3 separate regions of the Mus musculus genome follow, and regions 1 and 3 are each linked to region 2. Evidence: chromatin contacts called from public HiChIP or PLAC-seq data. All regions are on one chromosome and are shown on one strand. Each heading gives the region's core, a stretch centred on a gene start, on an enhancer-like site or on the middle of the called end of the contact. The rest is flanking DNA. Distances are from core to core; before and after follow the strand shown. Region 1 overlaps Gm13010 (a long non-coding RNA gene). Region 2 overlaps Ece1 (endothelin converting enzyme 1). Region 3 overlaps Usp48 (ubiquitin specific peptidase 48).

Region 1 (4,401 bases), core at 1,130-3,629, 440 kb after region 2:
GGACCACCATCCTAGAGCCTAGCAGACACTACCCTCTCAATCCAAGAGACCCTCACGATCTTGCTTGTTGATGTCTCCTCAAAGACGGAAGGAACGAGGGAGGGTCATCGGACCCTCACCCAAGGTTTCAGCCACCCAGCCCTGTGCTCCTTCTGGCTGCCTGTGACTCTGCCCTAGGGATGTGTGGACTTGGGTGGGACTAGTGCACACAAAACCAGAAGATGAACTAAACAGAGGATACCATACAGACAGCCATGGGAGGTCACCAAAATGCTGGAGTGAGATTTTCAGCAACATGGCTTTTAGGGGGTTACCCACACTCCTGTAAGTCACCCTCTCCCAGGCTTCTATAAAAAGCCAACCAACTCATTGGGTCATCAGTCTAACCTCAGATGGAGTTGCTTCTTTTGGTTGGTACCCTATCTAGGTTGAGTAATGTTCAAGTCTCCCCAGGAGACATTAACCCATTAATTTACCCAAAGTCAGTCAGATTTTACCAGTTACCTCTCAAATGTTCATCCTGACCAGAATGCACTTCTTTGGTCTGAAAATCTCTCTCTCCTCTTGTACATGCTCATGTATGCATGCACATACATGTTCATATCTGTGCATTTGTGTATGTTATGTGTGGGTACATGTTCATATGTGTCTGTACATGTGTACATGTTCATGTGTATATGCATGTTTGGAAGCTGGAGGCTGATGGGTGGATGTCTGGTGTCCTCTATCACTTCCTGCCTTACATTTTTTTTTTGGTTTTTTTGAGACAGGGTTTCTCTGTATAGCCCTGGCTGTCCTGGAACTCACTCTGTAGACCAGGCTGGCCTTGAACTCAGAAATCTGCCTGCCTCTACCTCCCAAGTGCTGGGATTAAAGGCGTGCGCCACCACGCCCTGCCCCCTTCTTTCTTCATGGAGGGCTCTGACGGTTTAGAATAGAATGCACTAGTTATCAGCAGAATGTTCTCCAGTTTGGGTCCAGCCCATGTTTCCTAATGATCAGATTGTGTATTGCAAGTCACTGTCACCCAGTGTCCTGCGACCTCCTTGCTGTTCAATTGTTGAGAACAAAGAACTTTCTGCCTCTGGGTGGGAGTCAGCTAAGTAGGGCACAGAGATGAGAGACCGAGAGGCTCCCCATAGACCAAGAGCAGTGTGGAGAACTCAGTGAACAAGGCGAGTGGTAGCCACTCTCTTCTGAGGCCTGAGCCAAGGTTGGGTACAGCGCTGGGCTGGAGACTGGGAGGCCAGGCAGGCGGGCAGCCAGCTGAGGGCTGGGCCTCTGGGCTGTTTGTCCAAATGGTATCCAAGCACGGAGATCACTGGCCGTTTCTGGCCTGGGCACAGTAGCACTGGAAATAGCTGTAGGATTATTTCGGGAGGAATGTACCGTTTCTCCATCTTCCCAGAAAGCCAGGCCCTGTCTTAGGAAGATCAGCGAATTTCCTCTATGCCGCCTCTACTCTATGGGATCTTCAGGCCAGCTGGTGACTCACGGAGACCTTCAGTCAGAGGGGGACAAGAAGGACTAAAATCTTCCTTTGCTGATGGAAGAGGGGTGGCTTTGAGATCCTAGCCCAGGTTGGACCCATTGGGTTCAGCAACAGCAGCATATAAGGACACTGTTTCTGTCCTTCCCAGCCCATTCCCAAAGGCCGACACTTATGGAACTCCTAATGTATACAATAGAACCTGATAGCATTTTTTGCCAGCCCCTGCATATCCACTCTCATATCTAATCTTCACAGTACCCCCTCTGAGGTAGGTATTTTGTTTTCCAGATGAGGTCATCAGCAGTTCAGAGAGAGAGCAGGACTTGCCAGCACATGCCCAGCAGACTAGAATTAAGACCACACCTTCTTGGTTCAGAGAGGAGGTTGGAGGCTGAAGTGTGAGGGAGGAAGAGGGGCGGGTCACTTTTTCATTCAGGAGAGGTAAGGAAAGTGATGCTGTGAATGAATCAGCTTTGAGAGGGGAGGCAAAGTGGCCAGGAACTGTAATTTTACTCCATACTGAGCCCTAGCCTCTCCCAGCTTAGTACCTCAGTACTAAGTACTTAGTACTCCTGGGACTCAGAATGCCCAGGGTGGATGTGACATCCCACCCTGCATGGTCTATTGCTACAGTCTCGACCCTTTACCTCACCTGGACCACCTCCATCCAGCCTTGGCTTCTTAGCTCCAAGGCCAAACCAGCTACAATCTGTGGCTTTTCGGGTTACTCTTGCCCCTCCCACTCTCTCCCTTCTCACTTGACTCCCCTCCCCTGTCTTATCAATACCCCACCTTTCCTGTTCCCTTCTAAACCCAGGAGGTCCCCTTTCTCCATCCTCTGCCCCTAGGCACAAATATTCCAGGCTCTCTCACTCCTCTGGTGTCCCTCAGGACTCAGGGAGTAAGCAGCCTGTCTACTGAGACTACTCCTGATTCATCTGCTTGTAGTCCGCACATTAACCCCTCACTTGCCATGTAGTTTCTCCTGTCCCCTTGAAGGTCTGAGATGAGGGGTGGGATGTCCTTTATGTCCCTTCACTTCATGACCCTTGGAAACATCACACGCAAACAAGCTCAGCTCAGCAGCAGCCACATGTGTGTGACAGCAGTCAGGGACAGCTAGAGGCACGAAAGTTTCGGTGCTCCCATCATGCCTGAAGGGCATCTGTGCCCAGCCTCCGATGACTGCCTGGCAGTGGGCCACCCCTGAATCCCTACCTGGCATGAAGCCAGCCTGCCCGCAGCACAATAAATCTCTCCTGGGCCAGGAATTCTTCTCTCCCCACTCCCCACGCTGCCTGCAGCCTTCTACCCACCAGGGTGCATGAGTCATGCACCCTCCATCCCTCCCAGCACCCCCAGGAAAAAGGCCCCTCTTTTGTACCTATTGCCAAAAACAGTGCTTCCCCAAGCCCACGTATGGCAGGTACAGGCCAGGACAGGTTCCAACCCAGGAGGTCTAGGATGGGTGGGGCTTGGCCAGGACCCCAGCCAACAACAGTGCCCTCCTGCCAAGCTGCTACAGGGCTTTGGAGGCAGAGCCACCAATCTGGGAGGTGTCTGGGAAATTCCCTCTAGAAGAAGATGGTCACAAATAGATTTGTGTGCATGTTGCCCTGAGAGAGGTTGGTGCAGGAGGAGGAGGTAGAGTTCTCAGTCTCCTAGTCTGTAAAATGGGTAGGAGGGTGGCTAGTGAGCGCAGTCAAATTGCTGTAATAGCAAATGTTTGCAAGACCTCCAGGCTCAGATCCGAAGCCTCCACCAACGCACCAGCTGCTGTAGTGATGGCCTGGCCTGGAGCTGGCTGGAGCCAGTTGTTCAACATTCTGGAATTTGGTAGGCTGATTTTGTTGTTTGCTTGCCTCCTCCTCCTCCTCCTCCTCCTCCTCCTCCTCTTCCTCCTCCTTCTTCTTCTTCTTCTTCTCCTTCTTCTCCTCCTCCTCCTCCTTCTCCTCCTCCTCCTCCTCCTCTTCTCCTCCTCCTCTTCTCCTCCTCCTCCTTCTTTTCTTTGATAAGGTCTGAAAATGTGGTCTCTGCCTGCTGAGTACCAGGATAACAGATATGCACCACCGGGCAGGGTGTGGTAGGCTGTTGTTAAGCATGGGGAGTCTAAAGCCAAGCACAACCGGGAACCTTCACCCCAGCATGTGTGACAAATTAAGACTTTCCTTTGAGATTCTGTTGCCAGCAGAGCACTGGAGTAGGGGACCCGGGCCAAATGACCACACTTTTGAACTTGTGTTTCCTCAGCTAGGAAAACCACAATAATTATGACTACGCATGTACTCACACAAACATGAGTGTGCACACATACACATGTGCACAAGCATATACAACACACACACACACACACACACACACACACACACACACACACACATATCCTGGGTTCTATGCTAAGTCTTTTTTTTTTTTAAGATTTATTTATTGTTATATGTAAGTAGACTGTAGCTGTCTTCAGACACCCCAGAAGAGGTCATCAGATCTCATTATGGGAAGTTGTGAGCCACCATGTGGTTGCTGGGATTTGAACTCAGAACCTTCAGGAGAGCAGTCAGTGCTCTTAACCGCTGAGCCATCTCTCCAGCCCCCTATGCTAAGTCTTATGCATCAGCTCATTTCTTTCTCATTCCCACTTTATAACTGGGAACCGAGTCTGCAGTATGTCCAGTCTGCAGCTCACGGGCTTCATGAACCTCAGGATGGCTGGGAATGTGGCACAAGATCAGAAACTTAAAATATCACAAGATTTGGTCTTTCTTTCTTTCTTTCTTTCTTTCTTTCTTTCTTTCTTTCTTTCTTTCTTTCTTTCTTTCTTTCTTTCTTTCTTTCCTTCTTCCTTCCTTCCTTCCTTCCTTTCTTTTTCTTTCTTTCTTTCTTTCCTTCTTTCTTTCCTTCTTTCTTTCTTT
Region 2 (4,427 bases), core at 1,032-3,531:
CTGCCTCCATCCCCACCCATCCCAAACACGATGCAGATGCAGGGCTTCCACTTCCACTTCAGAAGGAAAGGCTGATCTCCCCCCTCCCCCGCCCCCCAGCCACACTGTCAGTCCCAGCCAATCAGAGTGGATCCTCAGTACGAGTTCCTGAGCTGCTGTTGCCTTGGTGACCAGGAATGTCTGCCTCAGGAAGCCCACCCAGGCTCCACATCCCACCAGGTCCCCAACACCCCGCCCACCACCACCATCATCACACATGACCACGCTCGGGTAGGGAAGAGCCGAGAAGGAGAGGTTTTAGAGGGGCTGATTCCTCCTAAGTGCAGGGGAGAGAGAGCTTTGTATTGGCTCAGAGTGGTCCCCAAGCACAGGAGTTTGGGGGAGTACTAGGCTCAAAGAAAGGAGAGCCAGTACCAAGCTCAGCTTCCAAATGCTTCCCCAGTCTTGGAGGAGGAAGAGCTATATGAACCATGCAGTGGGTCCTGTGATTGACTGCTGTGTGGCTCTGGACAAGTAGGTTCACCTGGGTACCGGGTCTGGCAGGAATGAATGGGAGGACCCAGGAAGAGACACATCAGAATCAAGTGCTACCTCCCAAGAAAGGCACTCCCAGGACACCTGCAGTGATGCTGGGTGCTACCGTGACCACACAGGAATGGCCCGGCCACAGAGACACAGCACAGACTGCTGGAATGTACTCCCTGGTTTAACCTGAGGATCACACAGACCGCTGTTGTTGCCTGTAAACAGCAATGGCATCTGGAACAGCAACAAAAGCTACTGCCCAAGGGGTGAATCGGTTCTGAGCCCAACAGGTTCTAAAGTAGTCATTCCAGCAAACCCTCTTAGAGGCACAGAGAAGGTAGATACCCAGCCTAAGGTCATACAGCTGGGGTGAGGAGGAGGTCCCAGGTCTCCGCAACAGTTAGGTACTATGGGGCGCTACCAAATGGAGTGTTCTGGGAAGGGTGTCTCTGCCTGGGATACTCACATAGACGACATTCCCAAACCCCCTTTTGGGTCCCCAAAATGCTCTGTAGTCACCCAGCTTGGGGTTCCCCTCCCCTCTAGGGCTTGGCTCTGCTCAGCCCAGTTCCAGAGCCAATTTGCAATTGCATAATGAACAATTAGGGACAAGCTTTCTTCTCTTCCAAAGGAGCAATCAGCCTGGTGGCAAAGGACAGAGCAGAGAGAGCCCAGGAAACTTGTCCCCTCCCTCGTCCCTGCCAAGATGGAGAGCCCCCTCTCCTGACCCAGCCTAGCTGGAAAAATCAGGGCTCACTAGAGTGTCACCCCCTCCCTTCTCATCTGCCTCCTGTCTCGGCTCTAGGAAGGCATCCTGACAAAGCTGGCCCATGACTTTCCTGTGATGCTGTGTTTCCAATGTCATCAGGCTGTCTGGTTGGTGACACCTGGCCTGTCCCCCGTAATTACTATCTAGGCACCATGCTGAGAGTTAACATTATACTTGCTAATTCTACATCTAACAGCCAATCCATCACTCCACAGCAAACACACAGCTAGCAAACAAGGCAGCTTATGCTGCAAGCAAGGGACTCTCCTCATCGACTCTCCTCATCAGGGTTCTGTCACTGAACTGGTCCTAACCTCTGCAGTTCCCTCTGGGTCAGCCCCAGAACAAGAGTCTCCTCAACTCCCAATTCCCAGTAGTCTCCTAGGCCAAAGGTGACTAGCCAGCTAGCTCCACTCAACCTAACAACTTCCACAACACTTCAGAGAGTGCTGCACACCGACTTCTAGGCCACCAGGTATCTAAAGCCTATCTCCTTCCTCTGCGTTCCCACGTGTCCACACAACAGCTTCCAGAGAGAAACAGCAGCGGCCGACCTGGGGGATACAAGAGGACCAGGACTGGGAGGACTGGGGTTGGGGTGGGGAGGTCATGATTAACTGTTCTCTGAGGTAGGAAGCACCCTCCTTTCAAAGGCTTAGGCAAGTCCCTGAAAATGTTCTCCATCATCTGATACAACTCAATCAATGACCAGATGCCTGCATGGACCAGACACCGTTTCTGGGTGCTGTCCATCACTGGCAGATCCGGAACTTCTCCAGTTCCCCTCCCTAAGATATCCTCTTGGAGGAAGCTACCATAGTCACCAGGAGCGGACAGGGAAACGTCAGAGCATTAGAAATGACAGCAGAGGCTGCATGGACCCCAGGTCATCAAGTGGACACCACTCAGACCCAATGCTTAGGGACAGGCCAGAGGCAGAAGTAAACACCCTGTGGTCTGTGACTCATGTTGCTCATGTTCAATGTACTAAGCCATTGACACTCAGAACAGGAAATTCGCCAGCAGAGGGAGTGGCAAAGCCACGGGTCCCCAGGGCCACAAGAGTGCTTCTCACTGAACCTTCTGGAATGTTCTATTTCAGAGGCTGGGTGGCTTCTCTGCCATCCTGTAGTTTCACTGTACTTTTGATGGGTCTCAACTACCTTGCTCTACACACACACACACACACACACACACACACACACACACACACACACACACATATACACACACACACACGCTTTGGAGGGAGACATATGTGGGGGTCTCTTGAAACGCACAGAGAGCAGGGGCTGGTTCCACAGGCTTGTCACCAAGCCAGCCCTAGCCTACAGTGATGCTCAGCTGGTGACATTCCAGGCCTCAGGATATCGGGCAGCCCTGGCCCCCCTGTCATGGGTCTGCACTGACTCCTCCAGCCCTGTTACAACACCTCAAACTTCTGATCCTTACCTGGGGAGGAGGGTCCATGTCACACAGTCCCTTACCATCAATAGACTTCCTCTCCACTCTGGCTTCCCTTTGCCCTCCTGTGATTCTGTGTCACATTCTGGAGTTGGAGTTAGCTTGGACCAAATCAATCAACTTCGTGATATTTCCAAGTCCTCGGCTAGAACAGGACTATTCAAGCATGGCGTGCAATTGCCCATCTCCTGCCTCAGAGACAGACTTAGATGGGACCCGAATATTCTCCAGCAAAACTGGCACCAATGTCACCTCTCTCAGCTTGAGGTGTTTCCTTGAAGGCACCAGAGGACACGTCCTGGTGGCATCCAGGTCCGTGTCCCATTCGTGCACACTGCTAGATCAAATATGACCCCCAGCTCCGTCACTGCCCTGGTGGTCTCTCTGTGGGACTGAAGGGGGACAGTAGCCAGGGGAAATGTGGGGGAGCACGGTAAGCCTCAGGGCTGGGAAGCGGAGAGCAGAAGGCTCTCACTGATTGCCCAGTGCCTGCGTCTCTAGAGGACCTGTGCTGTGGCTCCTGTGGAGGGCTGTTTTCGAATTCCTGAGCACTCTGTGGCATCTGGGGGAATCTATGGCCTTCACCTCTTTGTCCTTCCCTGACTCTGTCCCAAGCCACTAACACAGGGAGACCTGGCCTTATGTCCCTTCATCTAAATGCCACCTTTACCTAGACTATCCTGTGAGTCTCTGGGGGCAGACTTTCTCATCCCTGGCTCCAATTTCTGCCCACCTCATGATGGGTGGGATGAAATCTAAACTCCACCCACTCCTTTTTCCTCTTTTTTTGTTTTTTGAGATAGGGTCTCACACTGTTACCCAACACAGCCTCAAACTCACCACCACCCCACTTCAGACCCAGGGGTTAGAATGACAACTAAACCCCAATTTTTGAGGACTTCAAATCACCAAGCTGGCCTGACACACAGTCCACATGCCTAGGCTGCCAGAGTCAGTGACATCTTTTTCCTGGTGGGAAGAAAGAGGTGACGGGAAGCTTCAGAAAGGAGAGCTGTATTTGACAGTCACCCCTGTCAGATCACTCTGTGTAGACCAGACTGGCCTGCATCTGACAGTCACCCCGGCTGGGCCTGTCCCTAATCCTGTGACAGAGGCAGCTTGGGATGAAGGTCTGTGACAGAACCCTTACTTGCCTGCCATACACAGCCACGATACTTAAGTAAATGATCAAAACCAATTTCACTGTTTTGAGGGGAAACAGTAAACCGGGGAGAGAGTGTGTAGCAAGAATCAGAGTGGGCAGATGGAGGGATCTCTGAGGTGGGGGCTGATGGTGCTGCATAAGGTTTAGAAGGGATTAAGTTTGCCTGGAAAGTAGCGCCACTGAGGTAGGCTTGAGGATACTGTCCGAGCTGCACTTTATATATTCATCCTCTGCTGTGGTTTAAACGTGTCCCCAAAGTCTGTGTGTTAGAAACTTATGCCCCAGACTCACATTAGTGTAAGGATGTGTGTGGTCTTTGGGAGGTCACTGGGACTCCATGTGGCCATGAGTGTGGTCAGGACTTCGTGGTGGCATTAGTAGCTTTGTTAGAAGAGGAAGAGAGGACCAAGTGTGGTGGTGGCACATGCCTTGAATCCCAGCACTTGGAAGGCAGAGGCAGGCAGATCTCTGTGAGTTCAAGGTCAGTCTGGTCTAGCCAGTGAG
Region 3 (3,907 bases), core at 1,006-3,505, 260 kb after region 2:
CAGTCCCCCCTCCAACTCAGCCCTCCTCCCTCCTCCTGGCTCAGGGCCTGAACAACCCTCTCCTGTACCTCAGAGTGTCAGCAACAACAAGAAAGTTCTGGAAAGGTCCAGAGAATAGGCACAGGGAAAAACAGAAAAATAAAATATCTTCCAGGCTTAGAAAACAATGGACAGGATTCAATTTTGGCTTTTGGAGAGTGAGGCAGGAGGATAATTTCACCTGGGAAGATACTGGGTGGGATGGGAACTCAATGGCTGTCCACATTCCACAAACAACTGCATGTTGCAAATAAGCAAAGGAGTCCGATGGCAATGTTAACATTTACTGGGCTGAGGAAATGGCTCAGCGGACTAGGCATGTGCTGCGATAGACTGACCTTTAAATTCAGTCCCAGGGGCTGGGCGGTGGTGGCTCACCCCTTTAATCCCAGGACTTGAGAGGCAGAGGCAGGTGGATTTCTAAGTTTGAGGCCAGCCTGATCTACAAAGTGAGTTCCAGGACAGCCAGGGCTACACAGAGAAACCCTGTCTTAAAAAAAAAAAAAAAAAAAACCAAAGGAAAAAAAATTTAAAAAATTAAGTCCCAGGGAACTATGTAAAGAGGCAGGAGAGAACCACTTCCTTAATTATTGTTTTTACATTAGGATAGCACCCCCTCACCCCAAAATTAAGAAAAAATTGGAGATACAGTCCAGGGGCTAGAGAGATGGCTCAGAGGTTAAGAGCACTGACTGCTCTTCCAGAGGTCCTGAGTTCAATTCCCAGCAACCACATGGTGGCTCCCAACCATCTGTAATGGGATCTGATGCCCTCTTCTGGTGTGTCTGAAAACAGCTACAGTGTACCCATATATATGAAATAAGTACATAAATTTTTTTAAAAAAGATAAGAATGATTCAATGGGGCTAGAGCTAGTTCAGTGGATAAGAGCCCTTGTTGCTCTTGCAAATGACCCAGGTTCAGTTTCCACCACTCACAAAGCATCTCACAACTATCTGTAATGAATTCCAGAAGATCCAAGGTTCCCTTCTAGCATAAACAATGATGCTCACATGTAGTGCACATCCAGGCAAAACACCCATACACATTAAACACAAAACACAGCACTTGATAAAAATCAGAAAGGATAATTCTAGTCAACCCTTCCAATAGAGTTAGCACCACTGCCAGCTCAGCAGCACACACCACAACCTCGAGGTGCTCCTCCCCCACCGAGCTCAAGTTCCAGCCACCAAAATGGACCCTTTAAAACTCAATTTTTCTCAGTGGTCAATCAATATCATTTGTTCCTCTTCTTTGTCTCAATCATGTAGCCATGACTGACCTGAATACTCTATATGAAGACTACAAAGAAGAACTGGCATCTACAAAACACTTAAAGCTTCGAGGGGGTCATCAGGGAAATAGCTCACTTCATCAAGGATTTGCTGACTAAGCTGTTCCCAGAGCCTATGTAAAACAGAGCCTGGGAGTGATGTCACACACTGCAACCACAGCACAGGGGACGCAGAGATCTGCTTGAACTAGCTAGCCAGACAGCCTAGCACAACAGTAAAGACTTTTAAAAAAAGAGAAAGCATCTCTATTAAAAAAAAAAGATTTATTTATTATTGTACATAAGTACACTGTAGCTGACTTCAGATGCACAGAAGAGGGGATCAGATCCCATTACAGGTGGTTGTGAGCCACCATGTGGTTGCTGGGATTTGAACTCAGGACCTTAGGAAGAGCAGTCAGTGCTCTTACCTGCTAAGCCATCTCGCCAGCCCAAGCATCTCTATTTTAAGACCGACTTTTATTTTATGTGCATGGTGTTTTGCCCGCATGTATATTTGTGCAACGCATGTGTGGTTGTTGCCCATGAAAGCAAGAAGTGATCACTGGGACCTTTAGAACTGGAGTCACAGAGAGTTCTAAAGCATTTCCAGCAACCATGTGAGTGACTGGAACCAAGCCTGTATCTCTCTGCAAAAGCAAGTGCTCTTAACTGCAGAGCCATCTCTCCAGCAGCCACTTTTAATAAAAGTGAAAGATGCCCATGGTTGTCCTCTGGTTCCTACTACATGTGCATTCATTTATAGACATATCACACACAGAAGTATACCCACATATACATGTACACCACACAAGAAAAATTACTCTAAGTTGGCAAAAGTCTCTTAAGAAGGAACCAAAGAGACAGGCAAGACAGCTCGGCAGAAAAGACGCCCGCCATACATGGAAGCCTGCCAAACCGGAGTCCAACCCCTGTGAATCATGTAAAAGCTGAAGGGGAAGACGACCTAAGCCCTGCATGGAATCATGCCCCTTACCGGAAGCTTAAGAACATACTATTTCTGCAGAGGACTGGAGCTTGATTTCCAGCCTAGCCAGTTCCAAGGGCTGCAATGCCTCTGGCCTCGGCAGACACCTGTGCTCATACACACTCACTCATACAGAGATGTGTGTTGAAAAGATTTTCTAAAAACAGATCTACTATGCTACAGGCATGGCAAAGGACATAGAGGTTAAAATGAGATTCAAAAACTCAATCTTAACCAGCGTTGTACACTTAGAAGACTGAGGCAAGGGGATTAATTTAAGCTTGAAACTGAGCCAGAGCTCAGTTTCAAAAAAGATTTGATTTGACAACCTATGGTACTGCCTTGGTTAGTTTAGGAATCTCTGTGTAGACCAGGATGGTCTGCATCTAATAGAGATCACCATTCAGCTGACTGCCACCTGAGTGCTGGGATTAGAGGGTTGCTCCACCACACCCAGCAAAAGAGGTTCCCCTGCAAGCCCTTCAGACACATCACACACCTGAATCCAGCTCTGTAAAAACTGACATAGATGCTCCCCAAGTTCGGTGTAAGCTTAGACTACAAAGAATGAGCCATGAACGAGCAGAAAAGGACATATCACCCTTAATCTACCAGATGGTTAATTGTCAGCCTCTGTCCTATAATCAACGTCCCTTCTAACCACACACATAAAACCTAAGCCACAAGGCTGACACGACTCATCCTCTGCCCTGAGGATGGGGACACAAGATAGAACAGAAATGGCTGAAGTAAGTTCTACACTGAACGCAGGTTTGCTGAGCCCTCTTCCTGCACGCAGTTCAGCAGTGAAACCAGCTCTGTACTTCCCAAAGAAGGAAAGGAAAGCAACAGCAGCCCTAAGCCCCCACAAGTGTGCTTAACTTCCAGAGCTCAGGCTCTGTAGTGAACAGAGACAGCACTGAGCAGCGACACTTCCCACGACCCACACTGACTCCTACAACAGTGGGGTAAAACCTACCTAACAGAAAAATGCATTTGGACTTCAGACTGGCATTGTGAGAGCTATTGTTAAGTTCCCAAATATTCGATAAAGAACTTTCAGGAAGGTGTTCTGACCCATACCTGTGACCCCAGCACGTGGGAGGTACAGGACTATATATATGACAAAACTCTAACTTAAAAATCTAAACAAACCATTAGGGTTACAACCTCAGTGGACGTGTAGAACAAGACCTGTCGAGCTGATGCAAAACTGACAACAGACTCAAGCTTCGGGCTTACCATGAGGACACAGAATGTCTTCATTAAAATTTAATTCCTCCTCCTCTTCTTTCTTTTCTTCCTTTGATTCATCTAATCAAAAGGAACAGAGAGTTACTGGTCTGGCTGGTGTGGTTCACAGGTCAAAGCAGCTTAAAGGAAACTTGAGATCACTCTAAAATCAGACCCCACGGCGGCGGCCTGCACAGCTGTGCGGGGAAGGGAGGGCTGCTTTTCCTTCCCTTAGAAGGGAAAACCTCAATCAATGACAGCTAATGATTTTGAAGAGTTATGAAAGAAGCCTGCTGTGATCCCAACACTGGGGACAATGAACAAAGAAAGATCAGAACTTTAGGGGGAGGAACTGTCCTGTGACTTTACTG

What was found. HiChIP or PLAC-seq counts read pairs in DNA pulled down with a chosen protein or histone mark.
Region 1: an HNF4G HiChIP or PLAC-seq map of pancreatic cancer cells shows a contact between it and region 2. The contact joins two enhancer-like sites. A contact is called at or near these places in 2 of 39 promoter capture datasets (the HPC-7 cell line and embryonic stem cells), 1 of 484 Hi-C or Micro-C datasets (embryonic stem cells) and 1 of 115 datasets of contacts at active chromatin or transcription factors (pancreatic cancer cells).
Region 3: a FOXA1 HiChIP or PLAC-seq map of pancreatic cancer cells shows a contact between it and region 2. The contact joins two enhancer-like sites. A contact is called at or near these places in 1 of 115 datasets of contacts at active chromatin or transcription factors (pancreatic cancer cells) and 1 of 9 other capture datasets (liver).

What each region holds. Positions count from the first base shown.
Region 1 is chr4:137,446,784-137,451,184 of GRCm38.p6, reverse strand. All of the region lies in intron 1 of Gm13010 (a long non-coding RNA gene), which reads left to right. Among named protein-coding and RNA genes, the nearest start is that of 1700013G24Rik, 4.3 kb to the left of the region's middle. Within about 2 kb of position 2,379, at least 92 of the 459 cell types and tissues checked have an H3K27ac peak or open chromatin away from gene starts, as enhancers often do. A contact at or near this core is called in pancreatic cancer cells, where this site is marked.
Region 2 is chr4:137,888,670-137,893,096 of GRCm38.p6, reverse strand. The region is part of intron 1 of Ece1 (endothelin converting enzyme 1); the gene reads right to left. Among named protein-coding and RNA genes, the nearest start is that of Gm13012, 6.9 kb to the right of the region's middle. Within about 2 kb of position 2,281, at least 83 of the 459 cell types and tissues checked have an H3K27ac peak or open chromatin away from gene starts, as enhancers often do. A contact at or near this core is called in pancreatic cancer cells, where this site is marked.
Region 3 is chr4:137,627,884-137,631,790 of GRCm38.p6, reverse strand. It overlaps Usp48 (ubiquitin specific peptidase 48), which reads right to left. Exons shown (of 27, transcript NM_001355588.1): 15 at 3,546-3,617. Among named protein-coding and RNA genes, the nearest start is that of Usp48, 36 kb to the right of the region's middle. Within about 2 kb of position 2,255, at least 26 of the 459 cell types and tissues checked have an H3K27ac peak or open chromatin away from gene starts, as enhancers often do. A contact at or near this core is called in pancreatic cancer cells, where this site is marked.